Linked DNA regions of Canis lupus: region 2 is linked to region 1. A link is a contact called in public Hi-C data. All regions are on one chromosome and are shown on one strand. The core of a region is the stretch at or near the end of the contact, and the rest is flanking DNA. Distances in the headings are between cores, read along the strand shown. Region 1 holds the start of NDEL1 (nuclear distribution protein nudE-like 1). Region 2 holds the start of PIK3R5 (phosphoinositide 3-kinase regulatory subunit 5).

Region 1 (6,247 bases), core at 602-3,101:
ATAAGAAACATTTGTTTTAAAAGTCTAGTCAACTTCCAGCATATTTAAAGAACTCCTACAACTCAACAGCAACAAGAAACAACTCAATTGAAAAATGTGTGAAGGACTCAAATAGACATTTCTCCAAAGATGTATAAAAATGGCCAACAAGCATATGGAATGATGTGCTAGGCAATCATTGATTACTCATCACTGATTACTACGGAAATGCAAATCAAAATTGCAGTAAGATACCACTGCACACTCAATAGGATGGCTACTATCAAAAACACAGAAGGTGGCAAGTGTCAGCAAGAATGTGGAGAAATTGGAACCCTTGTGTGCTACTGGTAGGATTATAAAGCAATGCAGCCACTATGTATGAAGTAACACAATTCCTCAAAAAATTAAAAATTAAAAATAAAACTGCCATATGATCCCAGCAATTCCAATTGTGGGCATATACTCAAGAGAATGGAAAGCAGAGACTCAAACAGATATTTGTGAACTCATGGTCCTAGCAGAATTATTCACAATAGCCAGAGGTGGAAGCAACCTAAGTGTCTATGAACATACAAATGACTTAACTGAATGGTGTCTATACATACAATAGGATCATACTCAGCCTGAGAAGGAACGGCAGTTGTGACACATACTACGATAAGGGTGAACCTTGAGAGCATTAGGCTAAGTGAAATAAGCCAGTCACGAAAGGACAAATACTGTATGATTCTATTTATATGAGGTTCCTAGAGTCGTCAAACTCACAAAAACAGAAAGCAGAACGGTGGTTTCCAGAAGCTGGGGAAAAAGAGAGTGAGGAGGTGGTATTTAGTGGGGACAGTTTCAGTTTTGCAAGATGATCAGAATTCTGGAGACGGATGATGATGATGGGTGCACAACAATGTGAATGCCCTTGATGATAAACTGTGTACCTAAAAATGGTACATTTTATGTTATGTTATTTTATGTTTTATGTTATGTATATTTTACCACAATACATTTTTAAGTCCAGAAATCATGAAAAACAAAACAAAACAAAAAACCTTTCACTTTTCTGTATTGTGGGGGTTTATATCGACTATTGCACCAAGAAAAAAAAAAAAAGTTGAGTTCCATTTAGAAAATGAAATAAAAGTAACCTCAACTCCTTTAAGGATATCATCTTACAGTTTATGAAACACTTTCATAATCGTTGTCCTGCTTAAGCATCGCAAAAATCCCACAAAACAGAGACACTGTGACATTTAGTAGACAAGAAAACACGTTCAGAGGGGAGTAACTTGGCCATGAGTGAAACAAGGAGCCTGGACTCCTGGCAATCTTCTAACTTGGTCAGCTCAGTGTGATGTTAAGCATCACATGGACTATGTATATCTCAGGCAGCCCCAGATAAACCTGTCTGAACCCAGGAAATTCTCTGCAAGCCTAGAAAATACCATCGAGGCAGCCCAGGAAGCAAAAAGAAACAACAAGGCAATGGGATCTTAGGGGGATGTGAAAAGACAACGCAGCGCTGGGAAGCCACCAAAACAAGTGGCTGGTGTCACTCCCACAGAGGCATAACCAGCTTGACAAGCTGACCTCAGCCTTTGACAGTCTCTCCTACTACATGGATGGAGAGAAGGTCCGCAGGCCACCAGGAGTCCCCCATGTTGGAGTGTCTCAGGCTGACCCCCACCTGGCCCAGACCTCCTCCAGTCAGAGCCCCCCCGGTCCCCTGCTCCCCACCACCCCACGGTACCTGGTCCTGTGTCCCGTGCCTCACCAATCAGACCACCAGCAGTACACGGTTCCTAGCGCTGAACCAGCTGAAAACCAAGCAGAAGTCAACAGGAAGCATGAGAAATCACCGTATGACAAAAGAGGCACAAGGACAGGAAGTGGGTTCAGCCCACGAAGGCTGGGGCCTGTCATCTGGAAGTGAGGCAATCCTGTCAGCCTCCTCACTGAGCTGGAGTCGAGCAACACTTCCTTCCATGGTCCCGAGGAAGGGGAGAGAGAGATCAGGTCCTCACCCTCAGCCAGGCGTTCAAGGCTCCCTGTCACAACATGCCTGTATGCTCTGGTCCCTGTATTTGGAGAAGAATGAGGGAAAAGCTGTCACTCGCTAAAGGTAGGAGCTGCGCAGCACCTGGCATAGCACATACGTGGCATAGAAGAGGATGAACTGAAGGCAGAGGGCCGTCATCACTTTTATAGCTGGGAGGCCTGAACGAGCTCTTGGGGTCTGAGTCTCACTTTCCACATCTGTGAAATGGAGGTAATTCTAGCACCGGTACCCACAGGTCTGTTTACGCTTGAATGACATAATGTGCGTAACAGGCTTCACACAGGTCCCATGAGTCCCTGTCTGTCCCTCCTCCCCTCTGCCTCTGCAAATCTGGCCCACTCCTCAATCTATATTAGATTGGACAACCCTGGTCTGGTTCTGGTCTGGAGACTCACCCCAAACAGCAGCTATCATTTAGTCTCCCTATGTAGGAAGAGCACTGTTTCTTTTTTATTTTACTTTTTAAAGTATTTTATTTATTGATTCATGAGAGACTCAGAGAGAGAGAAAGGCAGAGACACAAGCAGAGGGAGAAGCAGGCTCCACGCAGGGAGCCCGGTGTAGGACTTGATCCCAGGACCCCAGGATCACGCCCTGGGCCGAAGGCAGACGCTAAACTGCTGAGCCATGCAGGCATCCCTTATTTTATTTTATTTTATTTTATTTTATTTTTATTTATTTATTTATTTATTTTAGAGAGAGAGCACAAGCAATGGGAGGGGCAGAGGGAGAAGCAGACTCCCCGCCAAGCAGGGAGCCTGATGTGGGGCTGGATCCCATGAGGTCATGATCTGATATGCTCAACTGACTGAGCCACATGGGCGCCCCGAAGAAGCACTGTTTCTAAGAACCGCTACTGAGGCCCTGCACTGGCTGACCATTCCTTTTCCATGGTGATGGGTTACCTCCCTAGGGACACCCAGTGAGGGTAGAGGCTGTGTGGATCTGTCTCTGATTCCCCCAGAACATCTAGCAGAGCACTGGAAGTCAGTCTCTAAATGTCCATGAGCCTTTGAGATGCTGTGGAAACACCACCCTATTTAATGCACGCAGGCAAACTCAGGAGCCTGGGCTGGGGACCTCACAGCAGTGGGGTGAGGCTATAGAGGCCAAGGCAAAGCCTTGCATGAGGGCAGGGCCAGGGTGAGCTTTGGCTCCTCTTAGCACCACTCATAAATCCCTAAAATCTTTTTTTTTTTAAAGATTATTCCCTCCAATTTACCACTCCCCCAGGGTGGGTGCCTAGCTTCTTCTTTTAGTGCACCCCAAGCCTTGCTGAGGCTTACTATGTGTCAGGCACAGTACTAAGTGTCTTACCATAGGACATCCTGCTTTAACTTTCAAACCACTCTCTAAGGAAGGGGCTGTTAATCTCCCCTTTTTTTTTAAGTTGTTATTTTTTAAGGAATGTCTGCACGCAATGTGGGGCTTGAACTCACAACCCCGAGATCAAAAGTCACATGCTCTTCCAACTGAGCCAGCCAGGCGCCCCTCTTCCCATTTTACAGATCAGGAAACTGAGACCCTAAGAGGTCACACAGCTTGTCCAAACTCACCCAGCAAGTGGACTCACACCTTAACCCATATGGGAGACATTTCAGTGATATTTTACTCCAGAAAGCTGCAAGTCCCGAGGGCAGAGCCCTCTTCCACCTCCTGTAGTGCACAGAACTGAGACCTTGTGGACAGTGTGTTCTAGATGTCAGAGTTACTGAGCATGAGTCATAACCAGGGAGTTGGAAATGCAGATCTCAGCCCCACCCCAGGGCTACTGAATCAGAATGAGCATTTTCTTTTTTTTTTCTCAAGATTTTATTTATTCATTCATTCATGAAAGGCACACAGAGAGAGGCAGAGACACAGGCAGAGGGAAAAGCAGGCTCTCTGTGGGGACCCCGATGCGGGACTCGATCCCAGGACCCTAGGATCACAACCTGAGCCCAAGGCAGGCACTCAACCACTGAGCCACCCGCGTCCCAGAACTTGCATTTTCACAAAAGAACCACGTAGGTGATTGGTTTGCTCATCTGGACCCATGTTGTTCCAAATTAAATTGAACAGATGGTGCTCTACAGGTACCCACAGGGGAATATAGGGGATATGGTGGGGGGAATATAGGGGAAAAACCTCTACAGGGCTCTTGATCTTGGGGGTCTCACCTCTGGAGGAAGCACAGAGCCAAAAAGTTAGGGCTCAAGACTGCTCGTGCCTCAGTTTCTATTCCCTAGGCACTCAACCAAGATTTTGGCCCCCTCCAAGCTTGGATGGCAACGGCACGTCTTTAGAGTGCCACCTGCTGATTTTGTTTAGGTATGCACCATACATTTCTGCTCCAGGCATCCCCTCCTGAGAAGACAGAGAGCCCCAGGTCAGTGTCTGGGGCTGGCTGAGCTGTCTCTCAGGGGTTCTCTCAGTTCTTGCCAACCTGGTTGACTTCTGCTCCTGCCTTCCACATCCACTCTCCACTATTCTTGCCACTGGTTCAGATAACTCCTTCCTCTATACGTGATAACAATGCGGGGCCCCGTGGTGGATGAGCATAATGACCTTCTCAATTCAGTTCATTTCAATAGGCATTTCTTGAGCTCCTACTGGATGCAGAACATAAGACTTCAACCGACTTCATTCCTCTTCTCACTGACATCAGAGCGAGTGGTCAAAGCGGGAGCATAGTGTTCGAGCTAAGGCGTCAAAATTTAAAACTGATCTCTACCAGAAAGTATTTACAACATTCACACCCACATATCTCTATTTACCTCTATTTACATCCATCTAAAATCAATAAGAAAAGGAAAGCCCACTTGGCGGGATGAGCACTGGGTGTTATGCTATATGTTGGCAAATTGAACTCCAATAAAAAAAAAAAAAAGATTAGCTATTTGGCAAAACAATTTAATTGAAATTCTCATCCACTTACACTAATATAAATTCCAGTAAAGAGTAATGTAAAGAAATAAAGCACTACTAATACTGAAAAGGAAAAAGAAAAGGAAAGCAACCAGCTAGAAAGCTGAACAAAAGATATAGATAAGTTCATGGCAGAAGAAAATCAAATAGCAAGGGCATTTTTAAGAAATGTCCCTATTTTAAACCTTTTTTATATTCTTTTTTTTTTTTAGCTTATTTGCTTATTTAAGTAATCTCTACATCCAGTGTGGGGCTCAAAATCATGATCCCAAGATCAAAAGTCACAGGCTTTTCTGACTGAGCCAGCCAGGTGCCCCCAAGCTTTTCTTACGTTCTTTTAAATTTGATTTTTAAAATTATTTCTCTTTTTCCCCTATTAGCTTCATAATGAATTGTACATTCTTTTACTATTCTTTTAATGGTTATCAAGAAACTATGTGCATCTTTGAATTATTAATCCACTAGAAGTTATACTTTTCCCACTCCCCAAATAATTCGAGAATCTTACAGTTTAATTCTATCTATCCCCTGCCTGCTTTATGTTATTACTGTAGAGTATTTTAATGTTTCACATATTTTTAAACTCTTAAGATTTTTTTTCTGTGCAGCCAATATTCATATATTTTTCCTACACACGTGCCTCCTTCCTTCATTCATTCCTTCATTCTTTGCTCCCATTGGGATCATTTCCATTCAGCCTAAAGAGTATCCTTTAGTGTTTTTTAGCATAGTTCTCTTCTCAATGAATACTCTCTGCTTTCATTTGTAAGCCTCTTTGTTTCACCTTCATTTTTTGAAGACTATTTTTCTTCATATAAAATTCTAGATTGGCAGTTGTTTTCTTTCAGTCATTTAAAGATTATATTTTTTAAAGATTTATTTACTATAGACAGAGAGAGAGAGAGAGAGAGAGAGAGAGAGAGAGAGAGAGGCAGGCAGAACACAGGAGGAGGGAGAAGCAGGCTCCATGCCGGGAGCCCGACGTGGGACTCGATCCTGGGTCTCCAGGATAATGCCCTGGGCCAAAGGCAGGCGCCAAACCACTGAGCCACCCAGGGATCCCTCATTTAAAGATTATAAAACATAGCCTTGACTTCCACTGTCTCCTGGATCCCATCATTTATTTTACAAATCAGCCGTCAATATTGTTACTGCTCCCCTAAAAGTAATGTGTCTTTTTCTCTCAGCCAATTTTCTTTTTTTTTTCTTTTTTTTTTCTCTCAGCCAATTTTCAAAGATTCTCTTTGTCTTTGGTTTTCAGAAGTTTTACTACAATGTGCCTATGCGGGGATTTTTTTTTTTTTTGTA
Region 2 (6,461 bases), core at 2,320-4,819, 420 kb before region 1:
ACTCCTCTTTGAAAACATAAGACAGGGGCGCCTGGGTGGCTCAGTGGTTGAGCGTCTGCCTTTGGCTCAGGTCATGATCCCATGGTCCTGGGATCCTGGGATCAAGTCCCACATCGGGCTCCTCACAGGGAGCCTGCTTCTCCCTCTGCCTATGTCTCTCTCTCTCTCCCCCCCCCCCATGTCTCTCATTAATAAATAAATAAAATCTTTAGAAAAAAGAAAGAAAACTTAAGGCAGTGAAAAGAAGGAGAGAGGTTACAGGTAGACATACTTTTTTTTTTTAAAGATTGATTGATTTATTTATGATAGACAGAGAGAGAGAGAGAGAGAGAGAGAGAGAGAGAGAGAGGCAGAGACACAGGAGGAAGGAGAAGCAGGCTCCATGCCGGGAGCCCGACACGGGACTCGATCCCGGGACCCAGGATCGCGCCCTGGGCCAAAGGCAGGCACCAAACCACTGAGCCACCCAGGGATCCCCTAGACATACGTTTTTAAATGGAGCAGCAACAAAGAGCTGTACAAAGTGGTACCTAAGAAATACAAATCAAAACCACAATGAGATACCACCTCACACCAGTGAGAATGGGGAAAATTAACAAGGCAGGAAACAACAAATGTTGAAGAGGATGTGGAGAAAGGGGAACCCTCTTGCACTGTTGGTGGGAATGTGAACTGGTGCAGCCACTCTGGAAAACTGTGTGGAGGTTCCTCAAAGAGTTAAAAAGAGACCTGCCCTACGACCCAGCAATTGCACTGCTGGGGATTTACCCCAAAGATACGCAATGAAACGCCGGGACACCTGCACCCCGATGTTTCTAGCAGCAATGTCCACAATAGCCAAACTGTGGAAGGAGCCTCGGTGCCCATCGAAAGATGAATGGATAAAGAAGACGTGGTCTATGTATATGATGGAATATTCCTCAGCCATTAGAAACGACAAATACCCACCATTTGCTTCGACGTGGATGGAACTGGAAGGTATTATTCTCAGTGAAATAAGTCAATTGCAAAAGGACAAATATTATATGGTCTCATTCATTTGGGGAATATAAAAATTAATAAAAGGGAATAAAGGGAAAGGAGAGAAAATGAGTGAAAATATTAGTGAGGGTGACAAAACATGAGAGGCTCCTAACTCTGGGAAACGAACAAGGGTGGTGGAAAGGGAGGCGGGCGGAGGGTTGGGGTGACTAAGTGATGGACACTGAGGGGGGCACTTGGCGGGATGAGCACTGGGTGTTATGCTATATGTTGGCAAATTGAACTCCAATTAAAAAAAAAAAGTGGGGGGATCCCTGGGCGGCTCAGCGGTTTGGCGCCTGCCTTCCGCCCAGGGCGCGGTCCTGGAATCCCGGGATCGAGTCCCGCGTCGGGCTCCCTGCATGGAGCCTGCTTCTCCCTCCTCCTGTGTCTCTGCCTCTCTCTCTCTCTATGTCTATCATAAAAATAAATAAAACTTAAAAAAAAAAAAAAAAAAGTGGTACCTAACCAGGGAGCCCGAGTGGCTGTAGTTCTAAGTTCTGGCCAATAGGTGTCAGGTGTTGTTCAGATCTCCAGGTCAGTGGCCTGCCCTCTGAGGACAGGGAGACAAAGGGGGAGCCCAGCAAGAGGGAAGGATAGGGTGCAAGCCCAGAGGATGCAGGATGGAACTAAGTAGGCGTCATGGGATGCTCAGCTCCCTGGCAGCGACCTCTAACAGGCAACTCTGCTTTGTCTTTCCTCCATCTTCAGTTTTAGGAATACCAAGGATGCGGAGGAAGTCAAGGATGCCATAACTTCTCCAGCATTTCATTTTATTTATTTTATTATCTTATTTTATCTATTTTATTTTTACAGATTTTATTTATTTATTCATGAGAGATACACGCAGAAGGAGAAGCAGGCTCGATGTGGGACTCGATCCCAAGACCCCGGGATCATAAGCCAAAGGCAGACACCCAACCACTGAGCCACCCAGGCATCCCACCTCCAGTGTCTTCTTGAGCCTGGCAAGTGATCTCAATCCACTACGTCAATCCGGGATGCACTGCGCCATCCTTGCGACTCAGTTCCTGATTCCAGGGCAGTTCCGCTCCCATCGTCCCCACCCTGGCCACCTCGGGGCTGTCTCCGTCTTCCCCCTTCTCCTTTTATTTTTTTCAGATGGAAAAGAGTGGGGATTGGGGAGACTAGAGTCCTCGCCCACCTTATCAAGTCGTGTGACCTCAGCGTGCCCTCTCGGGCTTTCGTGGCTCTGGTTCCTTACTTGTGAAACCGGCTTGCGGGGGTCCGGGGTCGGGTTGGTGGATGACACATAGGAGGACCGGCGGGGTGCTGGGTGCTCCTCCTGCGCTCACTGTTGACTGGAACTGGACCTTCGGGCTCCACCAAGGGTACTTTCTGTTTCTGCATCTTTGGGGAAGTTGCTGTTTCTTGGTATTCTGGGAGTCAAGAAAATAACAGTCATTGGCATTCACGTCTCTCCAAGCCTCAGGTAGGGCTGTGGCTTTTGACCAACAGTAACGAAAGACCTTGTGGCCAGTTTCAAGCGCCTTGTGCAGATATTGTGACACAGAGTCCCATTCAATAGTGGAAGTGGGAATTTCAGCCTTGTCCTTTGCTGATTTATTTTTTAAAGATTTTATTTATTCATTCATGAGGGAGGCAGAGACACAGGCAGAGGGAGAAGCAGGCTCCCTGCGGGGAGCCCGATGTGAAGCTGATCCCAGGACCCCGGGGTCACGTCCTGAGCCAAAGGCAGATGCTCAACCGCTGAGCCACCCAGGCGTCCTGCCCTTTGCTAATTCTGACATCAAGAGCTATTCTTTCCCTGCGAGGGCTGCCTGCACAACTTTCCCTCGTGTTAAGTGTGCAAACGAGGCACAGGCCAGCGTAGGGGATCCGGAGATATCCTGGCAGCGTGGTCTGTAGGGGGAAAGGAAAGGGGCAGGAAGCGGGCCGGACTCTGGAGACCACTTGTCCTCGGGCCTCGGCGGTGACGGCCCCCGGGGGAAGAAGCGGCGGGGAGTCAGGCGGAGGCTGAAAGCCTGCCTCCTCGCAGAAGGGTGGGGGTCCAGGCGGCCGGCTGCGCGCCAGGGGTGCAGGCATTTTCAAGGTTAAGAGCACCCAAAAAAATAGAAGTAGGAGGAGGAAGTGGGGCGCTGGGTCGCAGCGAGAGAAGGAAGCAGCTCGTCGGAGCTTCCTCTTTCTCCTCCTTCCGCGAAGCCCCCACCCCAAGTCTCCCGCCCGCTCCGCCCACCCTCTCGGCGGGGCCGCGGCCGCGCTTCCGCCCCCCGGGACCCGCGGCACCTGACTCCCGGGGGTCGCGGGTGCTCGGGGCCCCTCGGGCCGTGGCCGCCCTGGGTACCCAGCGGGCCTGTCCCTTCCAGGGCACACGCGCGCCGCGCGGGGGCCGCCGCTCGGGTGCTGCGCGGGGTCCGGCGGGGCGGGGAGGACGCGTGGGCCGCGGGGCCCTCCCTGGTCCGCGCGCCCGGCCGCCAGGGGGCGCTGGAGACCCGCCGGGGCCCCCGGCCCGCCCCGGCCCGCCCCGGCCCGCCCCGCCCCGGCGTGGCCCCGCCCCCGCCCGCCGTCGGAGCGCAGCCCCCGCCGATGCTGGGACTCGCCGCGCCGCCGCTGCCCGGCGCCGTGGTCCCGACCGCACGCGAGCCGCGGGGAGTCGCCGCTGGAGACGGGGCTCGGCGCCCGGCGGGGACTGCAGGTGCGTGGCCGGGAGGGCGGCGAGGGCGCGCGGGGCGGGGCGGGGCGGGGCGGGCGCGGCTGGGGGCCGTCGGGGAGCGGTGCTGCCGCCGCTGTGCCCGGCCCCGGGGCTCGGAGGTCCGCGCGCCCGCGTCCCGATCCTCCCGGAGGCAGAAGGGAAGGGACCCCCGGGGCGGTGCGTGTGGCCGCGTCCTCCGAGGGGGGGTCAGGAGCCCGCAGCCCCTCGGCCTGGGGACGGCGGCGGCGAGCGCGGCCAGGACCCCGCGGCCAGGACCCGGCCAGGACCCGCCGCCCTTCTGGGGCGCCGCCCGTCGGCGCGCGGGCGCAGGAGCCGCCTCTACCCCGGGTGTCCCCGCGCGACTCCGCCGCTGCGCGGGTGCAGGTGTGTGTGCAGGTGCGGGCGCGGGCGCGGGCGCCTGCGCGCTGGCCCATCCCAGGCCCGGGGTAAAGAAGCGAGAGGTTCAGGTCAGTGGGAGGAAGGCGATGGCTCAGGGGGAAAGGAACGCGAGATGAAAGCGGCAGGATGTGGTATCGAGTGAGTTAACAAGCCTCTGCGCCGAGAGGAGGGGTGGGTTCGGGCGAAATGAGGGCTAAAAGTAGGCCAGGGCTGCCCGGAAGGCCCCTTCTGGATTGCCCTTCCCTTCCTCCGCCCCGTGGTCGCGCACCTTCTCATCCACACCCTTCCTCCTGGCCTGGACCACCTGGTAAGGCGCTGGCGCCCAGAGCTCGCCGGAGCACCCATGCCCCAGGCCCCAGCCCCGGCCTTCAGGGGGGTGGTCTGCAATCTGTATTTTTCTAAAATTTGAATAAGCTCCTTCAGTGATGCACTGGAGCCATGGCTTGGGAGCCCGGTGTGGTGTGGAAAGGAGACCAGAGTTGCCGCTGGGGTCTTGCTGTGTGACCTCCAGCCCCTTCTGGCCCTCCCCCAGCCCATTGCCCTGTGTGGAAGACGGGCTCTAATTAGTGGCCTCACCGGGGCTGTGGGGAGCTTACATGAGAAACCCCAGTGGGCTGACCTCCCAGCTGCACATGGGAGCTGCTTCCTGGATGTTTGCAGAGCGAGAGTATGGGGGATCAGGGGTTCCCCTGCTTCCTCTGTGTGCCCATCCTGGTGTAGGTCCAGGAAGACAAAGAAGGTTTCCCATGGTCAAATTCTCTTTTCCTGGGTACCATCTCTTTTCAGGACACCTTTCCTTGCTTTTTGAAGCATAAGCAGCCAGGACTGTGGGGACAGGTGGGCTTGGGGGTCTTTGTATGCTAGACCCCATTGGGGTTTTAAGCACCATCCCCCATGTACACACCTCCAGCGTAAGTGGGAGATGATGACCTTCTCTCCCCAAGCTGTGATGGAAGCAGGCCTCCTCGGCCTCCCTTTCTTGGTTCCAATGCTGCTCTGTTTGTTTCTTCCAAGAATAATCAGTGGAAGCTAAGTGGTGGTACTAGGTGAAAAGCACATTTGGAGGGCTAACGATGATGAGGCTCCCCATGCTGATCAGGGGCCCCCTGGCTGAGAAGTGGCAGAGGAGGAGAGCCAGGAGCCTGTAGCCGCCTCTTGGCTTGGGCAGCCTCGAGGCCCCACCTCCAGTGCACCTGAGTACTCCAGCCCTGCTGACTCTGCCTGCATTCCAAGAGGCTCACCCCAGTGGGCTGACCTGGCCAGCCCTGAGGGATACCTGCGGATCAAAAGTCTTTTTTGGCTCAGCTGTGAGTGGGCTGAAGGCCTGGATCACCTTCTTAAGAGAAGAAGCTTCTAGAGGGGCCAGATAGTGACGAGTGGTCACGCAGGAGTGAGGTGGTAAGGTTGATTTTTAAAAAAATTTTTTTAAACTTATTTTTATTTATTTATGATAGACATAGAGAGAGAGAGAGAGAGGCAGAGACACAGGCAGAGGAGAGGGAGAAGCAGGCTCCACACCAGGAGCCCGATGCGGGACTCATCCTGGGACCCCAGGATCGCGCCCTGGGCCAAAGGCAGGTGCGAAACCGCTGAGCCACCCAGGGATCCCGGTAAGGTTGATTTTTGAGCCTCGGGCACTGATGTGGGTGGGAAGGGACAAAAGGAGCGTTACATATGACTTGTGCCCCAAGGGAAGATGAGACATTCCCAGAACAAATGTATATGGCATATTAGGATATTCCATCAATTTGAAGACGTACATGTTTTCACATTTTAACAGCTCAGAAATCAAGATGCTTCTCACCACCTATGGCATCTTACCAAAAAATAGCAATATTTCTTTCTTGGTAGCACACAAAATAATGCTATGCCGTACAATGAAGGCCTCTTCAATGCTGCTAAATTCAATGTATGTTTTACAGATGGGGGGGGGGTGCACAGAATTATGTCATCCCATAAGTGAATTTGCACACATTGATTTTTCCAGTAGCTCTCCCTCCTAGATGCCACAACTTTTCGCCGTACCCGGTTGCAAAGGAACATCTTTGTCAGATGTGCTGCTTGCCTCTATATAAAGATGCTGCATAGTATGTTATTTAATAATTTCTTGGAAACCATCACATGGCTCTACCTGCTGTTTTCTTCGGTACCTTGGGTCTGCTCAGGACAGTTTCTGCCCCTTTTCATTTATCTTTCTTTATTCAGGATCTTTTGAAGGGTCAGCTGTAATGTCCTGGTGTTGGGCCCTGTGGGCTTAGCACGTCATGTCCATTTGTTTTCATGGTCACACCCTGGGGTAGCTACAACTGTTCTCTGAATTTTACCTGTCAGGAAACTAAGGACCGAGGCCTCACTGCTAGAAAGTGCC

What was found. A called contact is a pair of places that touch in the nucleus more often than the background predicts.
Region 2: a contact with region 1 is called in a Hi-C map of blood, with 8 times the contacts expected there. The contact joins the promoter of PIK3R5 here to the promoter of NDEL1 in region 1. A contact is called at or near these places in 2 of 9 Hi-C or Micro-C datasets (both in blood).

What each region holds. Positions count from the first base shown.
Region 1 is chr5:33,388,616-33,394,862 of UU_Cfam_GSD_1.0, reverse strand. NDEL1 (nuclear distribution protein nudE-like 1) reads right to left here and starts at 1,851. Exons shown (of 10, transcript XM_038536844.1): 1 at 1,724-1,851.
Region 2 is chr5:33,806,913-33,813,373 of UU_Cfam_GSD_1.0, reverse strand. It overlaps PIK3R5 (phosphoinositide 3-kinase regulatory subunit 5), which reads left to right and starts at 3,569. Exons shown (of 19, transcript XM_038536859.1): 1 at 3,569-3,697.